2 separate regions of the Triticum aestivum genome follow, and region 1 is linked to region 2. A link is a contact called in public Hi-C data. All regions are on one chromosome and are shown on one strand. Each heading gives the region's core, a stretch centred on a gene start, on an enhancer-like site or on the middle of the called end of the contact. The rest is flanking DNA. Distances are from core to core; before and after follow the strand shown. Region 1 holds the start of LOC123182840. Region 2 holds the start of LOC123182834 (putative aminoacrylate hydrolase RutD).

The links. Hi-C and Micro-C count contacts between places; a contact is called where the count stands out from the background.
Region 1: a Hi-C map of leaf shows a contact between it and region 2, with 2.1 times the contacts expected there. The contact joins the promoter of LOC123182840 here to the promoter of LOC123182834 in region 2. A contact is called at or near these places in 2 of 5 Hi-C or Micro-C datasets (both in leaf) and 1 of 1 datasets of contacts at active chromatin or transcription factors (leaf).

What each region holds. Positions count from the first base shown.
Region 1 is chr1D:450,948,104-450,953,677 of IWGSC CS RefSeq v2.1, forward strand. It overlaps LOC123182840, which reads right to left and starts at 2,790. Exons shown (of 6, transcript XM_044595512.1): 1 at 2,459-2,790; 2 at 2,219-2,369; 3 at 1,417-1,677; 4 at 489-570. The coding sequence starts at 2,697.
Region 2 is chr1D:450,541,464-450,546,922 of IWGSC CS RefSeq v2.1, forward strand. LOC123182834 (putative aminoacrylate hydrolase RutD) reads right to left here and starts at 1,631. Exons shown (of 10, transcript XM_044595504.1): 1 at 1,018-1,631; 2 at 680-917; 3 at 150-333; 4 at 1-22. The coding sequence starts at 1,126.

The sequences.
Region 1 (5,574 bases), core at 1,540-4,039, 410 kb after region 2:
GGCACATATCAGGTCATACAGGAAATTAACTTAATGGGTACAGAAATATACTACTCAGTACAACTCAGTACACATAGCATTTCCAACTTCCGAGTTCTATTTGTTTTGAGTTCCTCTCAAATGTGCACATAGCATTCAGTACAACTCAATGGGTACAGAAATATTACAAGCATCAGGTTCTTTTATATAAGACAAAGTACAAGTCAATCCAATCCACATATTTATAAAGATACAAAGTTGTGATATTGATATAGTAGTTGCATTTGAATCTGAAAACTATGTATTAATTTATATCTTATGGGAATTATATAGGCTGGTATTTCCTGTTGTAACAAAAGCTAGTCACATAATAGCATTCACTCAGCGTCATTCTATATGTCACTTTTTAAAAAGCTACCATCACCACCAAACGAGTCACTGAAAGAAGATAGCTTAGTCTAAGCTAAATAAAATACCAAACAGAAGGCCTTGTATCAATTTTCACTTACCTTTCCTAATACACCACCCCGATCTCAGAAGTCGTACTCGAACAAATTTTCTTTGTATTGGCGCAAGAGAGTGTTCACATTCCTGCCAGGATAAACTAATTAAACAAGGCAATCAGGTAATTCTGCAATAGCAATGTCATTCTCGTTCAGACTGCATATGGGGCAACTCAAGCGTAAACTGAGTGACAGCCTTTTCTTTTAGAATGGCAGCTCAACTTTACTTCAAGTGACTAATGTTTTCTGGTTCAATTTCATTCAGGTGAGTTTTTTTTCAACATCAGTTGATACAATTTTTTGTTTTTTTGGTTTCAAGTGATTTTATGTTTATTTGGTTCAACCTTAGTTCAAGTGACTTTATATTTTTGTTTGTTCAACATTAGTTCGAGTGATTTCATGTTTATTTGGTTCAACCTTAGTTCTAGTGATTGTAATTTTTTGGTTCAACCTTGGTTCATGTGATTGTATTTTTTTTGTTAAACCTTAGTTCAAGAGATTTTATGTTATCTACAATGGGCATAACATTATCGCTATAATATGTACGTATGCAGTCACGTCACTGAATTTTCAAGCATAAGAGTTGAATCTTGAATTTCAGGTTAGAATAGAACATTTTAGATGTAACTGTGGCTCCATCAACTTCATTCTGTAATTTACTGCAGGAACATTGCTACCATTCTAGGTGACACAGGACGAGCTAATATTTTCATTTCGGGTGAAAACTGAACCCTTCATGATTAGGATAACTGTACATGAATGTACGTGTAGTGAGTAAATTACTGCATCCGTACAAAAACCAAGAATAGCACAACTGCAGATAAATCGATATCTAATGAAAAGATGTCATATATATCACTGATGCACAGTTGTGTGAAACTGCAAATGAATAGTTTGTGCAAGAGGCAGAGAGGGTGAGGGAGATGTGACTAACCTTGACCAAGCAATAGAAAGAGTTCTCATCTGATGCCCAAACTCGCCATGCCAATATGTACTCTCTTGGTGTTAAAAGAGGGAACTTCTTAACTGTTCGCCCTATCTCAATTCCGCTATTTTCATCACACTGCAGCTGCTCATGCTTTATCACGGTGTTATCCCACTCCATTCTGTACTCATTATCCATGTAAAAGTCCCTCAAAAGCTCTGCTGAGCATCCCTCATAAGTTGTCACACTAAGATATCTAGGTGTGCCATCCTGCATTTGAGAAGAATTACGATAGATAAATAAAATTCGTAAGCTAGACTCTGCACCCAATCATGGCAAACTCTTGTTCAGAATCCAGAAACAACCCATAGGCCCTATGAAATTCCATTTTATCAATAATTAGTGATTAACTCTTGCGAGCATTATGAGTTCTAACTAATTGCAAAGCCTTAATTTCACACCTCAATTTCATGTAAAAGAAAACAGATACAGTTCCAATTCATCGGGGGAAAAGCATAACAATTATTCAAAAAATTGTTTGCAGCCATCATTGAGAATTTTACTAGTGGTCAGGTGGTGGCCGACTACCAGAGTCGATGGGTCGAGTGAAATGTTAATCCTTGTCCGACTAAACCCCTGAATTAATCACAACGAGCCCGTGCTATGATGTATGTGCTACAAATCTTAACATGCTTCTATCTAGCCTAGTATCTCTAGGCTGAACCCAAGAACAATAGCCAAACTCTGGCACATATTTATCTGTAAGATGAGAATGAATACAAATCAATGAGTAACAGGGCAGCGCTGGTACCGCGGTCCTCTCGCACCACGCCTTGTAGGAGACGGCGTCGTTCCCCTTGGCGATGACGGGATCCCAGCCCTCGAGCTCCGGCTGGCGGGCGCCGACCCCCAGGCTGCCCACCAGCTGCCTCAGATCGTCCTCCGTCACGAGGCCCTCCACCCTGCGCTCCACAAAACACAAACACCCCCATCCGATCAAATCAACCGCACGAATTGAACCAAGGGGCAGGGGAGGGGGTATCTGACCGACCCTGAGCCGGAGCTGGACCCGGACCCGGAGGACGGGGAGGGGGAGGCGGGCGCCGCGGGGGCATCCTCCTGCTGCCGGGCAAGGCGTGCGCGCCCCCGGCGGCGGCGGCGGACGAGGAGGACGGAGAGGTGGGCGACGAGGAGCAGGAGGAGCGCGGCGGCGGTGGCCCAGCCGCTGGCCCCGCGCGCCGCGGGGCGCCAGAGCTCGGCGGCGCCGAGGAGGGCCTCCAGCGGCGGCATGGGATGGGATGGGTGGCGCGCGCGCGCTCGGGTCGGTCCGCGGCCTTGGGGTTCCCCTCCCCTGCCTTGTTCCTTCCGTGATGGGGGAGAAAGCGAGGAGGCTAAAAGGAGAAAAATAAAAATAGTCGGAGGAAAATAGGGGAAAAGGGTGAGGCGGGCGGCCCTGCTCGGACGGTCGCCGCAAGTTTTGTGATGGGCTGGGTTTATGCCCTTTTTTTCCTGGGTTCAGACCTTGAGTGTAGTGGCTCACAATGAACTTGGAGTGGGTTACAAGAAATGGGCCACATGAATCTCCTCTTTTTCTCACTGGATGAGTGTGATATGGTTGAATCTTGGTGATGGCCTTGGATAAGATGCACGGCATGGTCCCGCTGGATGTATCCTCTCATATTATTATTTATTAACTGGCTTTATGAATTATAGGAGAAGAGAAGATAATTACAGGAGAAGATTTTGGCACAGAGCGGAGTTTTATTTCGCTACTAGTAAGATCACAGCGCCTCTTGTTTTCATATGCGGTGTTTGCTTCGAATTGTTAGTGCGGGGTACACAATTGATCATAGGATAGCATTCTCATATGGTGTAAATGTTTATAATAAGTTAATAACATTGAGAATATACAACATAATTCTTTTGATTAACATAAACCCCCCCCCCCTCTGATTTTCATTAGGAGAAACCAACGGGTTCATAGAGACTACTAAAAGAAAAAGGGAAAAGAAGCCCTAAAGGCAGCGATATCCCTAGACCAACTGAACAAATGAGCAACATAGCACAATACCTGCCAACGACAAAGTATCATTGCAACGACGCAACTTAAAGCATAAACGTTTTCAGGAACAAGCAAACCGGTTTTATGACTTCCAAAAGAATAGACAATATAGATGTAAATGCTTTGTTTAGATAATGAATGCACATGTTCATTGAAGAACTCCATTCCGATATGGTGTATATATGTTGTCTCGATGGCCATGCAAATATGATACCATGTAACTACATTTACCCTTTTTTAGAGAAAGTTGAATATGGCGAGGTTGAAGCAGTTGGATTTCTGTGTTTCTACTCTTTCGATTGTAGTTCTTTGATTTAGTTTACACATAGGATTTCAAAATCCTAGAGGGGAACTTACTACCCAGAGGATACATGTCATCAAAGAGATTTTTTTAAAGCTAGGACTAATTATTACCTCGAATGATAGTAATCTTAGGTAACAACATCACTCCAGGTAATGCTATTTGGATGTTTAGTTGTGCACACATTATAATATCGTGTATGTATGTTAGGATGGCAAATGGCATGCTTTAGAATTTTGATATTCTGCACCACATATTTGCGCAAGAAGATATATACATCATAGTCTCGTGCATCTGCCGACTCATGGAACCTATGTTGCACCCCACAGAGCCCAGATGGTGGAGCAGAGTTTGCTTTTCGGATTATGAGGGAGCAAAGTTAGTGGCATTCCATGATGAAGCATGAGACAAAGCTTGGATGTCTAGGCAGGCCTCATCATAGAGCCGAATCAGAGGCGCTAGCTTGGTGACTTGCTTTACCTTGTATAGGTAGCTTACCTTGTCATGTGGGATTGTGTGTTGTGTCACATAGTTGCATGTTTAGAGAACTAACTTTATCATATTTATCCCTAACCTTGTAAATAAAAGCTGAAAACCCATAGTTGGTTATTCCCATTTCCTCCCCTAGTTGACATCTTTGATCCTTTCAGTACGCCCCAACCATCCGTCCTACCACAACATGGCAATATCATGTATGCCTTGAGACCTTTGCTCCAACTTTTATCAGAGGAATGATATTTGGTCCGATGGAGCTTCCTTGTGCGAAGCGGTAGACCGAGGTACATGCAAGAAAATAATCGTTGACAAGCGAGAGTGGGGTGTTCAAATCAATTTTTGCTATAGAGGTTTCCGTGCTTTCTAATCGAGAATTTGAAAGCAATATTAATATACTCCCTCCGTTCCTAAATATAAGACCTTTAGAGATTCCACTATAGACTATATACGGAGCAAAATGAATAAATCTGCACTCTAAAGTATGTCTATATATATCTGTATGCTGGATTTTTTTTCTATTTTGGGCCAAGCCCAATAGCAGTTTCAGAAATTCCTAATAAATCCTAGAGGTCCACGCAGCCCATTCGTGCAAGGCAAGAGGTGGAACTAAAGTTTAGTCCCACATTGCTAGCTTAGAGGGAGTTGGATCTCTTTATAAGGGAGGCTCTTTCTCCACATGTATGAGGATGAGAACAAGAGGAACATCCGCGCGCGCTCCTCCTCCGCCGCCCGCCGCGCCGCGGGTTGCGGGAATGAGCCGAGCCGATGTCTAAATTTTTGCCACGCACAACGGGTATACGAAAGGTCACGCAGAAGCTGAAACGTTTTGCTGTAGTGGAGATTGAATACGAACGGCGCACCTCTTCACCTGCTGCCTGTTCGTTTCGTCTCCCTCGTTCTCTTCAGCTCTCAGCGCAGCCTCTCGCCTCCTTCTCTTGCGCCTATAAAAGGGAGGTCGCTCCTCTCAGAGAGACGCAACACAACCTCTTCTTCCTCTCGCCACAAGTTCCTGAGCACTGCGCTGCTGCTACGTTCTTCCCCATCCCGGCTTGCGGTGTGCACCGCAGGTCGGGACAGTAGGCCTCCGAAATCGCACCTCTTTAAATCCTCTACGGGAGAAGGGTGATAAGGTTTTTGGGGAGCGCTCAGCGCGACTACTGACTTTTTCGTCATGGACGCCCCGGACTCCGACGACTACTTCCCCGACGACGACTTCTTTCCCGACGTCGACAACCTCCTCGACGACATGGCTGGCGAGGACACCGACCCCAAGACCGGTGCATCTACTCCTGTTCCGTACGTTCTCATA
Region 2 (5,459 bases), core at 381-2,880:
GAGATAGCATCTGTGCATCTACCTGAAAAATTGACAGCATATCTGTCAGCACTGGCAAAGTTGCTCATCTCAAACAAAGTAACCCCTTGGCCTGTTTTCAGGTCCTCGGAACTCCCCAGATGAATAAGCAGGTTGCAACATCACAGTACCTTGGGGAAACACTCCATCCCGCCGCCGGTGACGTTGAGCAACGCCAGCGAGGACAGCCGGTGAGGCGCCATCGCTGCGAGCTTGCAGGAGATCATCGCGCCCATGGAGTGGCCGAAGACGTGGGCTTTCTTCCACCCCAGATGGTCCATCAAGGCCAGCGCGTCCCTCGCCATGATCGCCGTCCTGCCAGAGAAGAGAAGGTCGTTCATTCACACGGTCAGTACGGAGAACCATCGGCCGTTTGACTTTTCAACGCGTTTCATGGAGGAAGATTAGCCGCCCTCTGTTTCTTCCTCTCAGCCGCACGCGTGGTACTAGTACTATTGTTTTCTCATGGATGAAAGCAATCGCGACAGCAGGGAGGATGAATCGAATCGAGTAAAACGTGCATTTATTCTCGCCGAAAGCTACAATCTTCCTTGCAGATCTCGAGAGACCAACAATGTCGTCTACCAAACCCTGCCCGCCGATGATTGAAACCGACGGAAATTTGGATCTAGGAGACGACGGGAGAGAGAGAGAGACTCACGAGTAGTAGGATTTGTGCGGGGGGATGCTGCTGCGGCCGACGCCGCGGTTGTCGAAGCAGCAGACCTCGATGCCCTCGCCGACGTCCTCCTCCTCCGGCGCCGTCGCCGTCGCCGGCGCGGCGGCCTCCTCGTCCGTCCTCGCGGCGGGCTCGGGCACGTCGCCGCCGTCCGCCGGCTCCATGGACCCGGTCAGCCCCCTTATCTGCGGGCCCCACGAGTCGTGCGTCCCCGCCAGACCTGAAGCGAAGAACCATTTCTCAGAGAAGAGTTCCTCCGAACCAGAAAAAGGATTGAATTTTTCCACTGTATCGAATTGGCCGGGGGGCGGCGTGCTTACCGATGACGAGGAGCACCTTGGTGGCGCCGCGGCCGTAGCGGCGGTAGAAGAGGCGGACGCCCTCCCACTTGTCGCCGGCCTGGTACCGGTCCACCTCGCAGTAAGGCATTGCTTCGCCGGCCGCCTCTCCTCGCCTCTCGCCGCCACCGGGATCGATCGCCTGGCTCCTCTCCCTCTCTCTGCCAGGGATTTATGGATTTATTTAGCTTCTCGTTACTGGGGAACAGAACAGGTGGGTCGGGCTGGGTTGCCGAATCGGGGGCCGAATCGGATTTAAAACGAGGGGGAAACGGAGTGGAGCTCGGGAAGGAAAGGGCGGGCGATTTATAGCCGCCCGCGAGCCGGAGTCGTCCAGGCGGGCGGAGTCGGGGCCGCGAGGGAAACGGGTGTGGAGGAGGAGACGGATTCGCTGTGCCGGAACACGTGGATGGATGGATACGACCTGCGCGGCGCGCCGGCGGGGACACGTCGGCGGGTGGTGTCGCCGTCTGCTGAGTCAAAGGGGACGCGCTCGCTCGCGGCGGGAAGATGGGAGTGTGGGGTTGAGGTCCACGATTTTTGGGTGGCGATTCTTTTTGTGAGCGTGCTGGTAGTGGTTTGATCGGCGGCAGAGAGAGAGAGAGAGAGTTGCGCTGTGCTATTTGTTTTGTTTTTGTGGGTGGACGAACTTGTGGGTGGATAAAGCCGCCGCGACGACGATGATGATCGATCGATGGGGAAGCGGCGGTGGATTGTCTGGTTGTGCTGTGCGATTCCATAATAAAGATAAGAGAAGATGGTACTCCCTCCGTTCCATAATATAATGTGTATGCATTTTTCAAACTTAAATCTTAAAAAACGCGAGCGCACTATATCGTGAAATGGAGAGTAGTATATAAAGACATGTGAATAAACTCCTATACAAAGAACAGGGTGTGGATGCAAAGGTCCCGTATTGATAGGCTTAAGGAGATGGCCGAAACGCTAAATTTGTTTCACTTTGGCGCATTTTGGCGTGCACGAAAAAAACAGAATTAGAATGCTATTTGAAGATATGCATGGAAATATTTTTAATGATGAAAAAGAAACAGCTCCAGCATCCACGGATAGTATTGTAATAACTTTCTTTTACAAGAAGTATTGGCAGCTGGTTCGCGATAGTGTGGTGCATGAAGTGTTACACATGTTTTGTGGCGGCTATATCCGGGAAGGATGGAATGACACCATCATGGTCCTTATCCCAAAGGTGAAGAACCCTCGGAGTCCAAAAGACCTACACCCAATTAGCCTTTGCAATATTATGTGCAAACTTGTTCCAACAGCATTGCAAGCCGGTTGAAGTGCATCTCGGGGGAGATCATTTTGGGTAACCAAAGCGCCTTTGCTCCGGATAGGCTTATCTCTAATAATACAATATTGGCTTATGAAATGTTACATTTTCTAAAGAGGGGAACTGAAAGTGCTAGTTATCGACCAGAGAGGGGGTGAATAGGCGGTTTTTATGATTGTCTTCGAAACAGGCAATGTCTTCAAAGACGTGGAAGCAAAACAATAACTAAGCAGGGCGCAACGGAAGATAAACTACGGTACACATGCTGACATAACAACACAATTGATGTGAGAAGTGAATGCAGACAACAAACTAGGTAGCAGAGAACAATATTAACATTTAATGTGAAGACAAAGATGTAATCAAGGGATTGTCTTACACAATGACTTCAAACAGAATGAGCAAGCGAAGCCTTCACAATACAAAACACTAAGTGAGGAAGTGAAGTGATAGTTGCCCAGAGAAAACAAGTGATTTGTTGGACTAGTTCCAGATGCTGTAACAGTTGTACGTCTGGTTAGGGATGCTAAGATTAAACTCAGAAGAGCATGTCTTCAACTTATTTTCCTTGAGCTAAGGTCACCGTAGACCTCACCCAATCACTCAAGTAAGTCTTCAAAGGTAGACTTCTAAACCTTCACAAACTTTGTTCATCGGTAATCCACAATGGCTTTTGGATGCTCAGAACGCGACGCCTAACCGACTGAAAGATCATAGTCTTCAAGTGTAACATGTCTTCAGTTCACGCAAAACAGAATGTCTTCAGTGATGCTTAATCACTTTGGGCTCTGGGTGTTTGGGTTTTTCTGACAGAAAATTTCTCTCAAAGGCTTCGGAGGTGGGTTGCTCTCAAACGACAAAAGTCGTGCAATAGATCAAAGCAACCACCAACTTATGATGGAGGGGTGGGCTATTTGTAACCAGTAGGCAACCCAACATGATATGACCGAACCGACCTTGGGTCAGTGGCCAACCGACACGTGTCCAACAGTCAGATTTAAAACATACGCGGCAGCTTGGCTTGGACTACAAGCAAAACTGACTCATCCAACTCTGGAGGAGATTTTCTCTCATTATTTTCACACGGAAGATATAGGTTTCTGGTTGAGCAATTACTTCAACAACTGTCTTTGTTTCACCTCGACCCCACTTAATAGTGCGATGGTTCCTATGACTCAGTAAAAAGAAAATGAAACCTACAAAGAAGCTAACTCTTTGCATTCCATTATCTTCACAGGCAACCATTGGCTTCAATGTCTTCAGACATTTTTAGGGGTCGTCTACGACAGTTAAACCGAATCTCCAGGGACTTCTACCTGTGTTATCCTGTGAATGTCACAAACACATTAGTCCCTCAACAAGATTTGTCGTCAATACTTCAAAACCAACAAAGGGGTGGCACTAGATGCACTTACAATCTCTCCCTTTTTGGTGATTGATGACAATCTAGTTGAAGTTTTCAACGAGGTTATAAATATGCGAAGGTAAGGACATGGAGATTATGATTTCATGATATAGAGAGAACTCCCCCTGAAGATGTGCATATGAAGATTTTGCTTTGAAGGCAAATGCACATGATAGGTTTTGATTGTGGAGAACTCCCCCTATATCATGGAATCCAATCATAGTGCATAGCAGATAGTTTGAAGATAATGAAATGCACAATGACATATGGGAATCTGCAGAATGACTTCACGCGCATAAGATCAAATTTAAGCAGCGCGACCAAAGTAGCAAATGTAGCCGACGTCCATCAAGACTTAAGTTTACAACCCAAAACATCAAATGAACAGAACGGGAGTTGCAAACTTAACAAAACATAGACAACCCAGTCCAATATGCCAGCTTGAAGACTATCAACCCGTATACTTCTCCCCCATGTCATCAAATGACCAAAAAGGGTTGAAGACACAGAGCGTCTAAACTTTTTCGGGAGGTGGTGAAGGTCTTGGTGCAGCCGGGTCGATGTTGTTGATGGGCGGAGCAGAAGGGCCTGACGCTGAATCTTGACGCAGTGCAGGAGAAACTGGTGAGGTAACATCATCTTCATCATCAATAACATGTGCATGAACTGTAGGAGCGGATGAAGAGTAGTCATAGGCTTCATTGGATGGCGTCTCACACCATTTAGCATTGGCAGGCAGTGTGGAGCAGAACTTGAATATTTTAGTGAAGCCATCAACTTCAAGATCATCTTCAGAGCACAGCAACGTGAGGCTCTTACAAGCTTGGCGACAGGCTTCATGAGCAACAAAAGCATTCTTGGTTGACAAGTTACGAATGCGATTGATGTCAGTTAGAAGAATTAGCGTTAGACATTGAGGAAGTGGATTTTTTTCTCTTTCGAGGGATTAGCGTTAGAAATATCCAGAGAGTAATAAGAATTTTAGTGAAACCGAGCAAAAATCACTACTAAAACAACACAAATTCTCAAGCCATCAATGTCCAGAGAAAATCATCAAAAAGTTTTGTCGTCTTTGGACTCCGTTTCATCGTGTCTATCAAGTCTCGTTGCGTGAACGAGATAAGTTGACACTATACTACATTTCATCAACTGATGGTTGTTCATCGAGTGTCAAGTTTGTCTCGTTCATGTACATTGATACCCCTACTACAATGACAGTAGATTTTTATCTTGTTCATCAATTTTTATCAACACATTATGATTCATAAAAAGCAGTACTAATATGAATGTTTCCCTTGTCAAGGAATAAAACCTAACTATGTATCATCATTTATATGATAAACATAGAAGATTCATAGTGACAGTCGATCTTCTTAACAAATGATGCAATGATGTCAGAAGCTTATCGCTTCTAGATGACCCAACTACGGTCGACTAGCTCATGACGCGACGAGGTGGGACTAAAACAGCTGTGAAAAATCTTACTCCCTCCGTTCTGAATTACTTGTCTCGGAAATGGATGTATCTAGAACTAAAATACGTCTAGATACATCCATTTCTGCGACAAGTAATTCCGAACGAAGGGAGTATGTATGAGCAATTTTTGATGTGTTTTGACAAACTAGCCGGCCCAAGACGGATGGGATGATCGTCGTGCATGGCCCTGCGTGTAATAGATGTATTGAAAATAAGGTATGTGGTTGTAAATGGTAAAATTTGAGTCCCAAC